3 separate regions of the Mus musculus genome follow, and all the other regions are linked to region 2. A link is a contact called in public Hi-C and HiChIP or PLAC-seq data. All regions are on one chromosome and are shown on one strand. Each heading gives the region's core, a stretch centred on a gene start, on an enhancer-like site or on the middle of the called end of the contact. The rest is flanking DNA. Distances are from core to core; before and after follow the strand shown. Region 1 has its middle 3.9 kb from the start of Gm51424. Region 2 has its middle 42 kb from the start of Gm34972. Region 3 has its middle 38 kb from the start of Pabpc6.

The links. Hi-C and Micro-C count contacts between places; a contact is called where the count stands out from the background. HiChIP or PLAC-seq counts read pairs in DNA pulled down with a chosen protein or histone mark.
Region 1: a contact with region 2 is called in a Hi-C map of neural progenitor cells, with 6 times the contacts expected there. The contact joins two enhancer-like sites. A contact is called at or near these places in 1 of 484 Hi-C or Micro-C datasets (neural progenitor cells) and 1 of 9 other capture datasets (embryonic stem cells).
Region 3: an H3K27ac HiChIP or PLAC-seq map of stem cell-derived neural progenitor cells shows a contact between it and region 2, with 2.3 times the contacts expected there. The contact joins two enhancer-like sites.

Annotation. Positions count from the first base shown.
Region 1 is chr17:9,578,897-9,581,596 of GRCm38.p6, forward strand. No RefSeq gene overlaps it. Among named protein-coding and RNA genes, the nearest start is that of Gm51424, 3.9 kb to the left of the region's middle. Within about 2 kb of position 1,320, at least 54 of the 459 cell types and tissues checked have an H3K27ac peak or open chromatin away from gene starts, as enhancers often do. A contact at or near this core is called in neural progenitor cells, where this site is marked.
Region 2 is chr17:10,186,487-10,189,186 of GRCm38.p6, forward strand. No RefSeq gene overlaps it. Among named protein-coding and RNA genes, the nearest start is that of Gm34972, 42 kb to the left of the region's middle. Within about 2 kb of position 1,320, at least 28 of the 459 cell types and tissues checked have an H3K27ac peak or open chromatin away from gene starts, as enhancers often do. A contact at or near this core is called in neural progenitor cells and stem cell-derived neural progenitor cells, where this site is marked.
Region 3 is chr17:9,629,930-9,632,629 of GRCm38.p6, forward strand. No RefSeq gene overlaps it. Among named protein-coding and RNA genes, the nearest start is that of Pabpc6, 38 kb to the right of the region's middle. Within about 2 kb of position 1,327, at least 27 of the 459 cell types and tissues checked have an H3K27ac peak or open chromatin away from gene starts, as enhancers often do. A contact at or near this core is called in stem cell-derived neural progenitor cells, where this site is marked.

The sequences.
Region 1 (2,700 bases), core at 70-2,569, 610 kb before region 2:
GTGTGTATGTGTGTGCATTCATGTGTGTGTGCATTCATGTGTATGTATGTGTATGCTTGTGTGCATGTATGTCGTGGATCTCTGTGTGTGTGTCTGTGTGTGTGTATCTATCTGTCTGTGTGTGTGTTTATCCTTGCATATGCATAGATTGCTAGAGCAATCCATACTGCTGTTCTTTAGCTCTTTCAGTATAATGATGTTTCAAAAAGTACAATGCCTCAAACATGCCAACCTTCTGAATTAATCTTTCCAACACACACACACACTCACACACACACACACACACCCTTACATCTGTTATAGGCTCAGAGATGGATAGAAACACTGTCCTCTGTTTTGATTCACCTGTCACAAAGTTCTTGACACAAGATTAAATATTGGTCATTAGATGAATTCTATTACTGACTACATTCTGGGCATTCTTGAGCCATAATCAGATCTCCCAGGGTTTCATTTAATTCAACATTAAATGGAAGAATTAACATGGAACTCATATTGATAAGGGAAATGAACAGCCTGGGGGGCCCTGTCAATACCTTAGCAAAGAGAAAAAGAAATCGCCGAAGGGCACTTTACTTTTGTCTGTTCACTGAATCAAACCAGCTCCGTGAAGACATGAAATTATGGCAGTCCAGACAGATAAACATGGACCCCTGAGACAGACCTGTCAAAGCCCGGAGCTCTGGAGCCATCCAGAGGGCTAAGAAGGGAAGGTTGTAAGATCTAAGGAATCTACCCAGGCTAAATGGTGAGACAGGACAGGCTCAGTCTGGAAAAAGCCACTGAGGGCTTAGGGCTTCCAGGAAGCTTGCAGTGGGGTTGGTGATATATTTACAGCCCGAGTCTCACTAGCAAACACCCCTGATATCATTGAATGACCCCGAATTACAAGAAAATAATTAAACAATAGCAGGAAGCCATGTCTTCCATTGCCTACTGAGGCATAAGATTAGGAAGAGACCCCATGAGAAAGCTAAGTCTCTGGGCCTCTCAACTCCAGATAAACAGAATCCAAGTGTCCAGCAAAATGTTAATGAGTTCTAATCTGCAAAGAGGTCTTGCCTGGGACCAAATAAATTTGCAAGTCCTGGCTATGCAACACAATGAAACTCTTCAGTAAAGACTCTCACAGACTATTTAGTGTGCTGCTCATGATAATTCCCCCAACGCAGTGTGGCATTTCCCAAACTCATTTAACTTGGGAATATTTTTTCTAATTCAGAGCCCCCATTAGCATTGGACGTTTGTGTATGGGTGCCTCTCAATTTGGAAAACAGTGGTGTAGGTCCATTTACATTTCAATGGATGCCTGCAGACAGCTCCCATTCTGTCGGTTTGGCATGAAAACCCCCAAGGAAGCTGACTCCTGACAGGATAGAGCATAGAAAGACCAGTGTGCCAGCCTAGGCAGAAAATGTCCGAATTGGCAAGCGTGTTCACAAATCTTTAGATCTGACAGTGCTCTGGTCATTTATGCTCAGTGCTCAGATCTGCAAAGAGCCAAGTCGGCCTGAGGGAAGTCATTGTCCTCAGAGGAACAACTGGGAAGGGAACTGAGCCTGGATTAGGCAGTAGGTGAGAAAGACCCTGTGGGTCGCTGTAGGTGGTAAACCTCAAAGAAAAAAAGAATGAAAGCCAGTGCAGATTGGCCTCCTGAACCTAGATCAGTCTTCTGTGGAGTCTAAGGCCAGGCCGTCATTGCCAACATATTTAAAGTACAGTATAATTAGACAACAATCCATCCAGTCCTAGGGGTACAATAAAACATTTTCCCTTTTTTTTTTTAAAAAATTAGATATTTTCTTTATTGACATTTCAAATGTTATCCCCTTTCCTTGTTTCCCCTCCGAAAATCCCCTATCCTCTCTCCCCTCCCCCTGCTCCCCAACCCACCCACTACCACTTCCTGGCCCTGGCATTACCCTACACAGGGGCATAGAACCTTCACAGGACCAAGGGCCTCTCTTCCCACTGATGACCTACTAGGCCATCCTCTGCTACATATGCAGCTAGAGCTATGAGTTCCACCATGTGTTTTCTTTGATTGGTGTTTTAGTCCCGGGGGAGCTCTGGAGGTACCTGGTTAGTTCATATTGTAGTTCCTCCTATAGGGCTGCAAACCCCTTCAGCTCCTTTGGGTACTTTCTCTAGCTCCTTCATTGGGAACTCTGTGCTCTGTACAATAAAACTTAAGGTATGACTAGATAGCAACTGCTTTACAAAGAACGTATGATTATGAAGGTGAGTTCTATAGCTAAAAGAGCTAGTATCTATTGAGGTCTCTACTGAGACAGCATAGAGGTCACCAGGCAAAAACATGCATAAGTCATCTCGCTGAAGGGATAGGTAATGGTCTGGGGATGGAAGAGTCTAAGACAATCATTTTGGGAAATTTGGGTGAGGTCTGCCTCTACAGGTAGCATAAAGGTCACTGGGTCATCAGCAAAATCACTCTCAGCTGTTTGGAAAGGAAAACAGGTATTTTATCACCTCCGTTGAGAAAAGGTCCTGTGTGTTTAACATTCCTAGTTCCCCTAGTGATCTGTGGGCACAAGGACTTTTGTACCTCTAACAAGTAGAGACAAGAGCCTTGGGCACAAATGACAGAGAATCCACATTAAGCAGGCTCACAGCTTCCTTGGTGATCTGAGGCTCCTGGCTATAAATCCACTCAGCCTGCATTAACTCCTGGTCTCTTTG
Region 2 (2,700 bases), core at 70-2,569:
GTGATTGTTTGGAGCCCAGCTTCTTTTTGGCATCTCTAGCCTCATCAGTGCTGATAATGACCACATGTTCAGAGGTGGAGAGGAGCCCATGGGATAGAGTTGGGCCTTCAGGATAGTTTGAATGGAGGCTGTAGGAACCAACAAGCAGGAGTGTAAAGACAATCGGGGTGTGTGTGCGTGTGTGTGTGTGTGTGTGTGTGTGTGTGTGTGTGTGTGTGTGTAGGGGATATACACAATCTTCATAATGCTGTGGTGTTTCACAGTGCCATGTCACAGGGAGGAGCTGGCCCAAGTAAGTCTCTTGAGCACCTTCAATCTAACACTCATCCATTCTAGACTTCAGAAAGAGCCAAACGAGTAGACAGGACCGGTGACAAGTTGGCTGCAAATGAGACAGTTCTTTGGAGGTGGGGCACAGAGACAGTATGATCTATATGCTTTTAACCAAATATGCTTTCTGCAAAGTGTGTGGCTGGACACAAGTATGGATGAGTAGGAGACCGCCCTCCCGGCAGGCATACCCAAGGCTGTGATCACTCAGTCTCTGCTTCAGTGTCACTCAACTGTGGAAGCATTTATATGAGCAGAGCAATAAAAAAGGGAAAGGGATGGAGAGGAAGAGAGACCTATAAAGATGATTAAGCTTGTTAAAATAAAGGCCGTTAATGGAATAAATGGCATTAGCACTAAGTGCAAATTGACAACATCTTTCTCAGGTCGAGAGAGTTGCTGGAATGATAATTCCACTATTGATTATATTTAATTATTAACGTTTCCCCTGCCCCCACCACCACCAAATGAAATGCAAACTAGTTTTCTGGATGACAGACTGCTATTAACTAATGCAGCTAAATAATCTTAATGACTATCATGCATGAAGAGAGAAATATTATTTGGCTCTTTATATTCAAACAATGAGAAAACTGTGACAAAACATGGTTTATATGAATGCATTAAAACATAAGACTGAAGCTCCAGAGAGAAAAATTCTACAACCTGAGCGTGACAACAAGCATGTGTGGAAGGCTGCTGCACACAGGTTCAAGGCACAAACTCCACCGGGTCCCCATTTCTGGTCTCTCCTCCCTCAGCCCCTCTCGCCTGTGTCTCAGGCTTTTGGGCAGGGAGGGAGGGGGCCCTAACTCACAGGAAGAATTGAGTGCTTAAGGGCTAAACTACAACCAGTCCCAAGGGGGTGTGCATTTTAAGGAAAAAGAAAACCTTGAAAGGAAAGTATACAAAGTATCTATCCCAGAACAAAGAGAACAGAGCACCAGGAGCCAGAGAGCCACTTGGAGTTGGCAGAGTGGAAAATCACTGGAGGTTAGCAGAGTTCCTTTGCCTCCTACAGTAGGCCATTGTCACTGGGACCTAGGAACAGGAGCCACATCTCTGCCTACAAGTTCAACCCACAAAGACATTGCTGTACTCATGTTAGCTCATGCCAGTGTAAAATGACCCTGATCTGGGCAAACAAGAGGCTTGAGGCCAAGACTGAACCCCTATGATTCCTTATTCCGTGGTCTACCAAAAATGCATTTTAAAGCTTAACCGAGAATATTTTGATTGGAGGCAGTCTTGGACCAATCACACAGACGGTCTAGAACCTCATGTTTGAGGCTAGACAAACAGCTCAGCAATTAAAAGAATTAACTGATCTTCCATAGGCCCCTGGTTCAATCCCAGGCAACCCGTGTGGGTGTGGTGGCTCACAGCAATTTGTAACTCCACTTCCAAAGCATCCAATGTCCTCTTCTGGCCTCATGTGAGCACAGCACACATGTGGCACTCAGGCATACATACAAGCAGGCAAACACCCATACATGTACAGTAACTTTAAAAATAAATGAATTGCATGTTCTGTCTTCTAAATAACTGTGGGAGTCCTTACCGTTCGTTTTCTTCAAACCTATGTGTTAGTGACTTCTGCCAGATCCAGCTCTGGCTGCAAACTCTGAGATGATGCCTGTTTCTCTAACTTTACTCAATTAGTTCCCTCAGCGTTTACCTGGTCTCACAGCCACACTCCACTAAGGAAATACAGGCAAGTGCCTGGTGGCAGGTGCCTCCTGCCTGCCTAGCCTGGCATTTATGCATCAATTCTCAGAGGCAGGTCCCTCTTCAGACTCTGGCTCGATGTGTCATTAATGTGTTTTCTCTAAGTAGCTCTGCAGGGAGTGCTGGGAGCCCAGGCTGCCAGCCCTCAGTTTGGGCCAAGCCCCTGCAAGAACAAACTGCCAGTGAGGCCCAGAGAAAACAGCAGAAGTTTTCTGGCTCCTGCTGAAATGCTGGCAGATAGAGAGCTGCTAGAATATGGCCCAGAAGCCTCAAAGGCAAAGGCCACTGGAGATCCATGCTCGTGTGCCCACCTATCCAGACTCCTCCCAGCCTAAACCATGAGCATCTTTATCTGGGATACATTCTGGGCTGGGACTGAAGGCAAGGAGGGAAGGGAACTGTGATCAGTGACAACCAGCTGGCATAGGTTTCCTTGAACCTCTGAAGGATCTCATGCGCTGTGGCCCTTCAGAGGATAAAAGACAGCAGACAGGAGAACTCTAATTTCTCATTCTTTGTATGATTGTTCATCAGAAGGGAAACAGAGGCTCTCTTTTCATCCAGCTTCATGCATTCATGCATGCAAGATCTTGTGCTTGCTTTTTGGGAAAAGTGATATAAGCCCTATGTAAGAAAGCACCT
Region 3 (2,700 bases), core at 77-2,576, 560 kb before region 2:
TCAGCGGAGACTGGCGCTCAGTGCAAGGGCTTCTTTAAGAGAGACAATGGCAAGTGCAAAGGTTACATGGTAAAACAATTATTTTGCCTTTAGAAGGAATAGCTGAGACTTGTGGCTCTTTAGGGAGTGCACACTGACTTCTTCCTTAAGCAGAGGTGGCTAATGGGCTAGGAAAAGAAAGAAGGCGATGCATTAGCCATAAGCTTCAGAGAAAAGCGCTTTCCGGTGAGGAACGTAAGAGCGATTACAAGACCATGTGGCCACTTTCCCTGGTTCTCACATGTCAGCTGGCCTTTAGGTCTGGTCTTCTCCCTAGTCATGGCAATCTCTCTTCCTCTCTCTCTGTTCTTAGCCCGCACAAATCTAAAGGTCCTGCCTCAGTTTACCTGCCCATCCCTTGGCTGTTAGCACTTTACTGATCAATTAAAACCCAATTGGGGACAAGGACCTTCAGCATTTGGACACACAGATTTCCAATTTTGAGGGTCGGATTAATTCAAAGCATTAGAAACAATCCCTAACAGCTGCAGTTTGGACTTTGGTGTTATAATTATTATGAAGTGTCTTCTGATTCAGTATTTTGTAAAACATGGTTCTCTATCATCTTTTGGTTGGTTAAGTAAAGAGTGGAACAGCCAATAGCTAACAGCTGAGCAGCAGAAGAAAAAGCAGGACTTCTGTGCAAGGAGGGGCAGAGGGGAGAGGAGAGGGGGAGGGGGAGGGGAAGAGAGAGGGTCTCAATTTTAATCATCCAAGGGTAACAACATCATAAGGTTCTTTTTCAATGAGGCCTGGAGAGAGGGTTCAGTGTTTGGGAGTACTGGCTGTCCTTGCCTAGTACCTGTGTTTTCTTCTCAGCACTAACACTGCTGCTTACAAATGCCTGTAAATCTAGTTCCAGGGGACCAAATTGCCTCTTCTAGCCATCAAAGGCACTGCACACACACAGTACACATACATGCAGATAAAACATTCAGACCAGATTCATAGAAGAAATATTTTTTGTGTGTTTGTTTGTTTGGTTGGTTGTTTGTTTTTGAGACAGGGTTTCTCTATATAGCCCTGGCTGTCCTGGAACACACTTTGTAGACCAGGCTGGCCTCAAACTCAGAAATCCACCTGCTTCTGCCTCCCAAGTGCTGGGATTAAAGGCATGTGCCAGTACCGGTTGTGAAATAAAAATTTTAAAGTTATTTTTTATAGAAATGGAAGGGATCATAAATTTTCTGAGTATCAGGGCTACCACCCATACAACTAATCACCCAGACTCCATGGTCTTTGTAAGAATTCAGTGTTGTAAGCTGGCCTTGTAAGCTGCTTGCATTCTAATGCTAATTTGGGCCTCAAAAGCTGGTTGCCCCAGAAACAAGAGAGTCTGCACATAGACACTAGCTAAGTGACCCTGTCCCCTGTTAATTGTGATTGGTAAATAAAGATTCCAATAGCCAATAACTGGGCAGAAGAGACTTAGTTGAGGTTTAGGTTTTGTGGGCTTGGGGAAGAGAACCAGGAAGAAGGAGGAAGAGGAGGAGGAGAAGGAGGAGGAGAGGAGGAAGAGAAAGGAGGAGGAGGAGGAGGAGGAGGAGGAGGAGGAAGAGGAGGAGGAGGAGGAAGAGGAAGAGGAAGAGGAGGAGGAGGAGAAGGAAGAGGAGGAGGAGGAAGAGGAGGAGGAGGAAGAGGAAGAGGAGGAGGAGGAGGAGGAGAAGGAAGAGGAGGAGGAGGAGGAAGAGGAAGAGGAAGAAGAAGAAGAAGAAGAAGAAGAAGAAGAAGAAGAAGAAGAAGAAGAAGAAGAAGAAGAAGAAGAAGAAGAAAAGAAGAAGAAGCAGCAGCAGCAAGAAGAAGCTACCAAGAGTTAGCTGAGGCATAAAAATGTAGCCCTGTGGGCTAACTTGTTGGAGTTAAGAGCAGCCCAGATGAAACCTAGTAAGTAGTAAGTAGTGATTCAGGGTTACTGATAGGAGAGTAGATTCAACAGAATGGAGGGTAGACAGCTGCCCAGTTACTGTGCTGGTTAAGGCTTACTGTAAATATAAATGCCGTGAGTGTGTTTTTAATCCTGGAATCCAATAACCAAGGAGGGGTGGAAACCCTGGGCCAGGATTTAAATAATTAATATTATAATTCAGTCCCCATACTTAATGTTTCACTTTCTAGTGCAGTCTACATGTACAGAGTCAGCAATATTCAGGATGAGTCTTCTTCTCCTATGTTCTCCCTGGAGCAACTCTACCTCCCATGTATTTTAATAGATGACATATAATGTCAGTTAGAGTCCAGTAAGGCCTACTACATTTGAGGCTTGAGTCTCTCTGAATCTTGCTGCTGTATTTCTGAATGGAGATCTGTGGGCCTGGCAGTTTGCCACTTCAAAAGCCTGCCGGTTCATTTGTCACTTCTAAGCAACAAATCAGTTCATCATTTGTTTGCCAAGGAAGGCAAAGCAAACAGGAGCAGTCATCGTCAGTACACAGACAGAATGCTAACCTGGTCTGTCTCGAACTTAGGAAGGTCATATGGGAGCTGGAACAATTTCTTCCTTGGCTGTTACGAAACACCTTACAAAGTCAACTTAAAGAAGGGAATGGTTCGTTGGGCCTGTGGTTCAGAGATTGGGGGACTGTAGCCCACAGTTGCAGGAGAAAGTGACAATAGGACTCGGGCAACTCCCCCCATTGCATCTGCATTCAGCAAGCAAGCAGC